3 separate regions of the Sus scrofa genome follow, and regions 1 and 2 are each linked to region 3. The links are chromatin contacts, called in public Hi-C maps. All regions are on one chromosome and are shown on one strand. Each heading gives the region's core, a stretch centred on a gene start, on an enhancer-like site or on the middle of the called end of the contact. The rest is flanking DNA. Distances are from core to core; before and after follow the strand shown.

What was found. A called contact is a pair of places that touch in the nucleus more often than the background predicts.
Region 1: a contact with region 3 is called in a Hi-C map of alveolar macrophages, with 4 times the contacts expected there. The contact joins the enhancer-like site here to the promoter of ORC4 in region 3. A contact is called at or near these places in 1 of 5 promoter capture datasets (fetal liver), 2 of 47 Hi-C or Micro-C datasets (alveolar macrophages and embryonic fibroblasts) and 2 of 2 datasets of contacts at active chromatin or transcription factors (alveolar macrophages and skeletal muscle).
Region 2: a contact with region 3 is called in a Hi-C map of liver, with 9 times the contacts expected there. The contact joins the promoter of EPC2 here to the promoter of ORC4 in region 3. A contact is called at or near these places in 2 of 5 promoter capture datasets (fetal liver and liver), 6 of 47 Hi-C or Micro-C datasets (embryonic fibroblasts, heart right ventricle, liver and 2 more) and 1 of 2 datasets of contacts at active chromatin or transcription factors (alveolar macrophages).

The regions. Positions count from the first base shown.
Region 1 is chr15:3,490,684-3,494,024 of Sscrofa11.1, forward strand. All of the region lies in intron 1 of EPC2 (enhancer of polycomb homolog 2), which reads right to left. Among named protein-coding and RNA genes, the nearest start is that of EPC2, 34 kb to the right of the region's middle. Within about 2 kb of position 1,803, at least 1 of the 83 cell types and tissues checked has an H3K27ac peak or open chromatin away from gene starts, as enhancers often do. A contact at or near this core is called in alveolar macrophages, where this site is marked.
Region 2 is chr15:3,524,538-3,528,014 of Sscrofa11.1, forward strand. It overlaps EPC2 (enhancer of polycomb homolog 2), which reads right to left and starts at 1,686. Exons shown (of 13, transcript XM_021076083.1): 1 at 1,203-1,686. The coding sequence starts at 1,355.
Region 3 is chr15:4,094,984-4,098,312 of Sscrofa11.1, forward strand. It overlaps ORC4 (origin recognition complex subunit 4), which reads left to right and starts at 1,556. Exons shown (of 14, transcript XM_003133249.4): 1 at 1,556-1,751. It overlaps MBD5 (methyl-CpG-binding domain protein 5), which reads right to left and starts at 1,330. Exons shown (of 16, transcript XR_002339404.1): 1 at 660-1,330.

The sequences.
Region 1 (3,341 bases), core at 553-3,052, 600 kb before region 3:
AAGAAGGGTGGAGCATGTGTCTAACATTCCAAATTTTGGGGGAGTTGCTCAAGGGACTAACTTCTGCCTCACTTAACTCAGAAGGCTGACTGAACCAGCATTCTTTGGATGCCTGGGGGCTGTGGAGAACAAAAAAGAACTTGAGGCTTATTTCAACACCAGAAAACTTCCAGTACCAACAACAAACACCAGAGGGAGCAAAAGATTACATGATCCTGAAAAAAAAAGGAATAAACCTTTTTAAGTGGGAAATTATGGGCACATGCCCAGAGAGTTATCTTCAGAAAAGGTTTGGGGGCTTCCAGACTCCCCCCACCCCACCCCCAGATTGACTGGTGAAGGTCTTCCACTGTGTGAAGCCAATTCATAAAGACTGGGAGTGGTAGCTATTTTTTCAAATGCACAAATTACAGCAGTAAATAAAAAAACAAACAAACAAGGAACATGAAAAAACAGGGAAATATGGGTCAAAGGAACAAAATAAATCACCAGAAACTCACCGTAAGAAAAAAAATCTCTAAATTATTTGACAATAAAAATTTTAAATAAACATCTTAAAAAAGCTCAAGGCATTAAAAGAGAACACAAAAACAAAATCAGGAAAGATGATGCATGAACAAAATGCAAATATCAAAAAAAGAAAGAAAGAAAGAAAACTTTAAAGAACCAAATGGGAAGTATGGAGCTGAAGATTGCATTAACTGAATTTAGGAGAGAAAAAAAAAATTCACCAGAGGGGTTCAACAGCTGACTTGATCAGGCAGAAGAAAGAATTAGTGAAATCAGAGAGGACACTTGAAATCACTGAGTCAGAGGACAACAACAACAAAAATGAATAAAGTCTAAGAAACTTATGTGACACTCTCAATAGACCAAGATACACACTATGGAAGTCCCAAAAGGAGGAGAAAGGTGCAGAGAGCTTACTTGAAGAAATAAATGGCCGAAAACTTCCCAAATCCAAGGAAAGAGAAGAACATTCAAAGTCAAAAAGCTCAAAGAAAAAAAACTCCAACTAAGCTGAACTCAAAAAAGCCTACACTAAGACATATTATAATCAAACTGTCAAAAGTCAAAGACAAAGAGTCTGGAAAGCAGCAAAGGAAAAAGTAAATCATCAGGTACAAGGGAGCATCCAGAAGATTATCAGTAATTTCTCATCAGAAATATTACAGGCCAGAAAGCAATGGATGATATATTCAAAGGACTGGAAAAAACAAAACAAAACTGCCAACCACTAACCATATCTGGAAAACTTGTCCTTCAAAACTGAAAGAAATAAAAGATCTACCCAGATAAAGGAAAGCTGAGGGAGTTAATCACTGGTAGACCTGCCATATATCATATAAAGCTCTCTGGTAAAGGTACATATATAGACAAAGAATTCTGTAATACCATAATAGCATTGCATATGTCTTTTTTTTTTTTTTTTTTTGGTCTTTTTGCCATTTCTTGGGCCGCTCCCGCGGCATATGGAGGTTCCCAGGCTAGGGGTCCAATCGGAGCTGTAGCTGCCAGCCTATGCCAGAGCCACAGCAACGCAGGATCTGAGCCGCGTCTGCGACCTACACCACAGTTCACGGCAATGCTGGATCGTTAACCACTGAGCAAGGGCAGGGATCGAACCCACAACCTCATGGTTCCTAGTCGGATTTATTAACCACTGCGCCACGACGGGAACTCCACATAAGTCATTTTTAATTCTAGTATAGAATTTAAAAAATAAAAGCAAAAAAAGCCCCAACTTATCAGTTTAACACAGTGTTCTAACTATATGAAACTTTACGTAATCCCTACGGTAACCACAAAGAACATGCCTAAAGACACACAGAAGAAAATGAGAACGGAATCAAGCATGACACTGCAAAAAAAAAAAAAAAAAAAAAAAAAAAAAAAATCACCAAAATTTGGTAAGACAGAAAAAGAGGGACAAGATAACCACAAAGACATACAGAAAACAACAAAACAGTAAACTAAGTCCTTCACTATCAGTGATTACTTTAAATGTAAACAGAGTAAACTTCCCAATCAAAAAAAAAAGACACTGAGTGACTGAACAGATTAAAAAACAAAATCCAATTATATATTATCTAAAAGAAACTCATCATTTTAGGTATAAGGGAATACATAACCTAAAAGTGAAAGGATGGAAAAAGATATTCTATGCAAAAGAATAGAAACTTAAGACAAAAAGGTAAGTCAAATACTATCTTAAGTCACAAAAGCACCCATTACACAATGACGAAAAGGTCAGGTCACCAGGAAGCTACAGCAATTATAAATATAAATGCACGTAACAACAGAGCACCCAGATATATAGAACAAACACTGACAGAACTGAAGGGAGAAATACACAGTAATACAATAGTAGGAGATTTCAATACCCCAAATCATCTTTCCTGATTTTGTTTTTGTGTTCTCTTTTAATGCCTTGAGCTTTTTTAAGATGTTTGTTTAAAATTTTTATTGTCAAATAATTTAGAGATTTTTTTTCTTACGGTGAGTTTCTGGTGATTTATTTTGTTCCTTTGACCCATATTTCCCTGTTTTTTCATGTTCCTTGTTTGTTTGTTTTTTTATTTACTGCTGTAATTTGTGCATTTGAAAAAATAGCTACCACTCCCAGTCTTTATGAATTGGCTTCACACAGTGGAAGACCTTCACCAGTCAATCTGGGGGTGGGGTGGGGGGAGTCTGGAAGCCCCCAAACCTTTTCTGAAGATACCTCTCTGGGCATGTGCATCATCTTCAATAATGAATACATCAACCAAATAGAGTATCAATAAGGAAACAGATGGCTTGAACAACACTAAGACCAACTGAACTTAACCGACATATACAGAACACTATACTGTATAGAAGCAGAGCACACATTCTTCTCAGGTACACACAGAAAATTCTTCAGAACAGATCACATGTTAGGCCACAAAACAAGTTTTATCAAATTTAATAAGACTGAAATCATACCAAGTATCTTTTCCAACCACAATGGAATTAAACTAGAAATCATGAGCAAAAGGAAAACTGGAAAATTCACTAATATGTGGAAACTGAATATACTTTTGAACAATCAATAGGTCAAGAAAAATTACAAAGGAATTTCGAAAACGGACAAATGAAAACACAACAAAACAAAACTCAAAGGATAAAGCAAAAGCAATACTAAGAGGGAAGTTTAATGGAGGTAGGAATTTCCTACCTCCATTAAAAAAGAAAAGAGATCTCAAATCAACAAACTAACTTTACACCTCCAGGAACTTGGAAAACAAACAAAACCCAAAGTTAGCAGAAGGAAGGAAATAAAAATTAGAGCAGAAATAAATGAAATTAAGAAGAAACAG
Region 2 (3,477 bases), core at 436-2,935, 570 kb before region 3:
GTAATCAAACATTAACGAAGAATGTGGTTAAATCACAGCAGAAGTAGTAATAACAGGGTAATATAATGAGGTCACAACTGGAGCAACCAATCAAAGGCATTAAAGCATTTCCTGCAATATTAATAGTCATAAGAGAAAACCAATCACAGAAACCTTGGGCCTTCTTTTGACAGTCACAGAAGCAAGAGAACCAATCCACGCACACCCGAGGTTGACAATAAGGCGGGACCACAGGTTCATTGAAGAAATTCTTGAGGGTGCAGTTACTATGAACTTCGCACACAAGTAGCACCACTCGAGTCATAAACACTGTCAAGCCAGAGGAAATTCAACCATATCCAAAATTTAACGCATCAGGGAGAAAAAACATTTTTGCCCCAAATTGCTGCTATTAATAAAAATGCAGCTGTCAATATGGATGCAATAGGTCCTCAACTTCTAAAACACCCCCCCATGGCAATTTTTCAGGGACGCGGGGCGAGGACTGTGGAGCATCGGCAGCTAGTTGCCTAACATCGCCAGTCCCTTTCTAAAGCCTCACACTAAGCAGGCACCGTCCGGGCTAGGCAGGCAGAACCGACTCGCTCTGGGCCCGGAGCTAGCCGGTCAGCGGCTTCTAACGTTACATCCTCCTAGTGGTCGTGGCCCTCAGCCTCCCCGGCCGCAGTGCTGCACCACCTCAATCCTGCTGCACCAACGCGGGCCGGGGTGCGAGAATTACCTTGCTAAGAGGAAGACGATGTTTTGAAAGCGTTTTACTTTCCACAAGTCATTTCAAAAAGAACCCAATGCAAGGCTGAATCCAAAAGTGGGGGAAAAACGTTGCCTAGCCAAAGCATCCCCTGCGGATTAAATAATCCCACTCCAGGGGGACAAAAAAGGTAAACAGAGGCCGTACGTCAAGTGCGGCCAGAACATCCCCTGCGCCATTCCGGGCCGCCGCTTACGGCAAGGCCCCCTTACGGCAGCGTAAGCGGCGCTGCGAGCTAATCACAACACTGGGACGCAACAACATGGCGGCCGCGGGCGGGCGCTGCGCCGGCCGAGAGGGTTTACGCTACTCCGCCGGCGTAAGGTCCCAAGCGTTGGAGCGGCAGCGGCGCCCTCCAGCGAGCGTAAAGCGCTCTGTGAATGGCGAGGCCCGACTGACAAAGGGGAGGGGGGAGGAGGGAAGGGGGGGTAATAAACACTCGAGTCCCTACCGATTCCTCCTCCTTCTCCATCCCGGTGGGCATCTGGGGCACGGCCCGGTTGATGGAGACGCAGTCGTTGAGATCAGGCATGTCCTTGCCGCGGTAGATAGGCAGCGGTTTGGCGGCGTCCAGCGCCCGCGCTCGGAAGGAGAGTTTACTCATTGTCTCCCCGCCTTACAGGAACAGCCCGGGCGGCGGCGGCGGGGCGGGCGGGGAGGGGGGGAGGACTCCCGCCGCCTCCTCCACCACCTTCCTCAGTGCAGCGCGGCCGGCCCGCTCCTCCTCCTCCTCCTCACTGCCCCCGGCCACAGCATGGGCGCCCACCCCGCCCGAAAACAGCCCCCCGCCGCCCGCGGCCGCTTCCACACACTAGATCCGCCGCTCGCCCGCCCGATCCGCTCCCTGCGCCATGGCCAACATGGCGGACATTACCACAGCGGCGGCGAGCGATCCCGGCAGCCCGCGCGAGAGCGCGCCCCCGCCGCGGGAACGCGCCTCGCCCTCTCCCTCCCTCCCTCCTTCCCCTCCCTCGCCTGCCCACCCACTCTCTCCGCGGCGCTGCCGGCCCGCGGGAGCGTGCTCAGCCTCGGGCCGCTCCGGGTAGGGGGGCGGCAGCGGCCCTCTGCTCCGCTGCCGGCGCTCTAGCCGTGTGGCAGGTGTCAGGTGCGCAAGTTAACCCGCGCCCCCGAGCGTGCGCCTCTGCCTCCGCGGCCCCGACACCCAGCTAGTTGGGTGCCCCGGAGGACGGCGCCGGGCAAAACACAGCCGCGCTGAGCAGCCCGTGTGTGCAGAAGTCTGTGAGCGGGAAAGGGAAGATGTCAACCGAGCCACAGCTGCCCCACTGAGCCTGTACTTACACAGCACTTACCTCCACAGCGCCAGCTAATTCTCATCCTCCAAATCGCGCATCCCTGGGAGGTGCGAAAGGTCCATTCCTTCCGTCCGCTCCGAGGGGCGCAGACCTGTCGGGTCTCGTCTGCCCCGAGAACGCCTCCGCAATCCCGGCCCTCTTCCCGCATCTTTTTTTTTTTTTTTTTTTTTGGTACCTGGCCGAAAGAGCTCTCCAAGGTAAGGCATCCTCGCTTTCGCTGAGAGGATGCTAATGGCAGCAGTGAGGGTTAATGTTTGAGGCTGCCAGATGCAACAAGTGCACTTGAACCTGTCACCAAAACTTCAGAGTTATTTAATGGATGATATTTCTGATTTCAAAAATATTAAGCTTATAATTTTTAACCAAGGCAGAGAACATTTCCAGAGTGATAGATCCGTGTAAAATATTGGATGCTGTGGAAGATGCCAAGAGGTTTGAGGAAAAGTTCCTGTCCTCGTGCAGCTTTCACTTTGATGGGATGACAGAACGGTTAAAAAGATGAGTAACAGTAAGAGATGTAAATAGTTGAAGAACAGGGCAACTGAAAAGTAAATGACAGCCAAAAGAAAAAAAGTTTATAACTTGAAGAAAACTACATAGGCAATGACACAAGGCAGTAGAACATGCTTAATTACCAAATGAGTCATACAGGCCATAGTTGCCATGAGAGTTCAGAGAAAGGAGACTACTTTAGCCTGAACCGGTTAGAGAAAGTTCTAAAGAGGAGGTAAAATCCAGTTGACTCAAATTTATTTGGCAGCGATTGTTGATATCAACTTCATTTAGCCAAGAGTTCCTTAGTTAGACTTTAAGCATCACAGTTTTCCTACAAAAATCCCTGGGAAGAGTATAACACATTTTGTCATTTTCTAATAATCGATCAATGTTTTGCCTAGCTCAGAGAAAAGTAGATAGTTTGATCACATCTAGAAGAGAGAAAGAGAGAAAAAAAAAAAAGCCTATTCCTACAGTCATTTCTATAGAACCTCAAAGCTCCATCTTTTCCTCCACCACATTCTCCTTTTTACCAACTTCTTCCCCTCTTTTTCCTCCCTGTCCTTCTCCCTTTTCTCTCCACTTCCCCCTCTGAAGGCAGAATGTACATGTGGATTTCATGGCAGTGTCTAAATAGTTTAAGCTCTTGCTTGGGTCCAGCAAGGATTCAGGCATTGATTAGCGGAGCTTGAGCATTTTCCATCCACTTTGTTGTTAGAAACAGTGGAGGTACTGTGAGTCACTTCTTGTAAGAAACACCTTCCTCAAGCTTATGGGCATGTCTTGATCCAAGTTCTACCCCCTGGAATGGGTCCAGTTCTCTGCAAGGAAGACCAAGATGTTGTTGGGAGGGGGTCAGCCCTTGATTCAAGCCTAAGAGGGGTGGAGGCAAGTAATGGCTGAAGAATTGAGTCATCC
Region 3 (3,329 bases), core at 306-2,805:
ATAATACAAGCCAAAACCTAACCAAAGGCCTCTATCACCAAAAATTTGAAATTTTCTATGCAAGTCAGACAAAACGAATAAAGGAAAATTAAACCCAGAAAGCAAAAACCAATCAAGTCTGTTCCAACACTGAAGTCAACATCCAAATCACATACAGAACCAAAAAGGGGAAAACACTCAGGTCTACAAATGGATAAGCAGTTCCGATACAATCCAGATCCCGACATTTTCCCACACAGAAACAAATGCAGCAGAGCTTTTCCTAGGAAAAAAGGAAAAAAGCTCTCCAAATGATTTTTTAAAGTGACATCTAGAAAGTGTGCCTCTTTCTGTCTCTTTCCCTGGCGCCTCATTGGAGGAAGGAGGGGGTTGTTTTTGTATTCTCCCCCACTGGAGCCAAGACACAATCAGATGTTAGCTGGAGGAGAGAAACCACTTTTGACAACAGCAAATAAAAATAAAAAGTGCCCTTCCTCCTCTGACAGGATGGGCACCCACCTCACACACCCCTCCCCACTCCTACTCCTCCTTCACCACCCCCCAGCACCACCCCCTCCTCACCCGGGAGCTCCACTGCGTATGTGGTTTGGTGCTACTGTTGCCCCAGAGTTAAAGTCAGAGCCACAGGAAGGCAATGAAGCCCCCACAGACACACTTACCTTTCCTGCCCCCCACTTTTGAGTGCCTTCCCTGGAGCTGTGGAGGATGACACAAAGGGTAATAAAGAGGGGGGGAGTGGAGGAGGAGGAGGAGGCGAAGGAGGAGGAGAGCTGGGGAAGTGGCTGCTCCTGGGTGTAGTGAGATGTCTCCAGCCAGGGCCAAGCAGCAGTAGCAGCAGCAGCAGCAGCAGCAGCAGCAACAGCAGCAGCAACAGCAACAGCAGCAGCAGCAGCAGCAGAGAAGGGTCTGTGTTGCTAAGAGGCTTTTGGTCTCTTTCTCTCCTCTCACGGCCAAAGAGGAGGAGGATGGAGAGGGCTCGGGAGGGAGGCTAGTGGAGGGGTGAGGGGGTAGGAGTCGTGGATGGGGGGGTTTGGAAGAAGAAGAAACTCCTTCTCCTTCTTTCTCAGGCTCAATCCCCCTCTCAGGTCTCAGGGCTGGAGGGTGGGGGAAGGAACTCAGCCGCCTTCCCCCCACCCCCCTCAATTCAAGGTTGAAGTGGGGTAAAATTAGTGTCCTGTCCCTTTAAAAATAGAAATAAAAGGTGCCCCCCCTCTGCCACTGCCTCTCTCTTCATCATCAGCTGCTGCTGCTGCTGGGGTCTCTCTGCTTGGGGGGGAGGGGGGGTTCGGGTAGAAGAGACGGGAGGCACTCACTGCGCATGTCCCTCTCTGACGGGAGGCTGGTTGGTTGAAGGCAGGAGGAGGGGGAGGGGAGGAAATGTGAAGGTTTCCCAGAAGGCTCCGAGGCGATCGCGACCCGGAAGACATTGTAGCAGGGGGTAGAGGGGCGGGGGCGGGGAGTAGGAGGAAGTCGCTACTCTTTAACACCCCCAGCCCCCTCCTCCTTCCTAAGGGAAAGTGGAGGAACGGAAGTGGGCGTGGACCAAGGCAAAAGGAGGTCACGTGTTTGGGCGGGAGAGGGGAGTGGTGGGAAAGGCGGTCCCTGCGCGGGGCACGCTGGGAGTAGTGGTGTATAGCTGGCAGCCTCTGGGGAGGTAGAGCTGACTACGCGGCGAGAGGAGCTTGTGGATCCTTTTCCGCGGTCTCTAGAATACCGCTCTGCCCTCTTAAGGGCTGGCTTTTTCGTGAGAGGTAACATGGGGGTCGGCTGGCCTCAGAACGAAGGCCATGGGCGCCACTGGCTAAAGGCGAATCGAAAAGGGGAGGATGGAAGGCTTTGGAGACTGGGTATGCGGGAAGGGGGGCAGGCCTGTCTAGGCCAGGCAGGCCAGAAACTAGGCTGGCTTCTTCCATCTCATAGCCTTCCTGTGAGCCTGCGGGCGACGAATCCTTGAAGAGTTTAGGGAGTCCTGATGAGATTAAATCTATGGCAGGTGGAGACTACACCCAGTGGTGGTGAGGAATGTGATGGTCCAGGTGTAAGAGAAAAATTGGATCTCCGGAGCCTTCTGATGACTGTTTCAGCTCAAAGCAGGGGACCTGCCTAGCAAGGGAGACAAGCTGTGTGATTTTTGACAACTTATAGCATTAAATGCATTGCTTATGTTGGATGTTATGACCATCAATCCTTACTTCGCTATCCTTCTAGGAATTCTGGAGTGGCTTTGGGGAGGGAATAAGCTAGGATGTCTCGAGTGGAATTTCTCTCCCTGTCTTGCGTTGTTGCTGCACCACAACGCCTATGGTTGTTCTTAGAAAAGGATATGGGATTGTGTAATCCTTGATATTGTATGTTACCGTTGATAAGGAAGGTATATCATCAAAGTTCTCCCTTTCTGTAGTGTAGATGAGGGTTTTTAAAAATTATTTTAATGGGTTTTTATTTTAAATTACTTTGGTTACTAGCCTCGGATTTAGCCTTTGGTTTTTCAATTAAATGCAACTGGTTTTGCTGGAAATAATGCTTCCCTTATGTTAATTCAGAATATTTAAGAAAAGATTCATGGATTTTCATTAATAAAGGTATTTTTTTCAGTAAAATTGCACCGTTTCTTTTTCACATTCAGTTCATACAATCATAACTAAAACCATTCTAGTCTTTCAGTTAACTTCTTTTGAAGGTGCTTTGAAAGATTATCACTCATGTATAGTTTCTTTTAAGACCGGGAATCCAAAATTCCACATATTTATGTTGTGTTGGTATTATTTAATTCTGTGGTGTGTCCTTCAGCGTACTCTTAGTTAAAGTTACTACTTATTTTCTACGTTTTACTTCTATGTGTTTTGACAGTAGATCCTATTCATGCATCATTGACTGCTTTTACCACTTTCTGTGTGTGCAGTAATCTTGTCGAATGGAGTAAAAACTAGACACCTGTGCCTTAACATTTTGTTTATATTGAAACCAAATGTTTGCCACTTTAGAACAGAAAAAAATTATAGCAAATCAATAAAAGTGCCTTACGTAACAAGTTTTTAATTTTTTACGACAAAATAAAAATGTGCAAAAAAGTGTGCAAGTCGTAGATATGCAGTATAATGAATAATTATAACGTGCACACTTTGTAATCACTACCAAAGAGAGAAAACAATGCTCCGCCCTCCCCCCGCCAATCCATTCCTATTCTTTCCTCCCTCTTCAGTACTCCCAAAGATGGCTGGATTTTTATGGTAACAATTTCTTTTTTTTAAATGTAGTAATGATATTTTTATGGTAATGATTTCCTAATTTTATTTCAAGTGTTTTTAAACCACCTTTTCCGACATTCC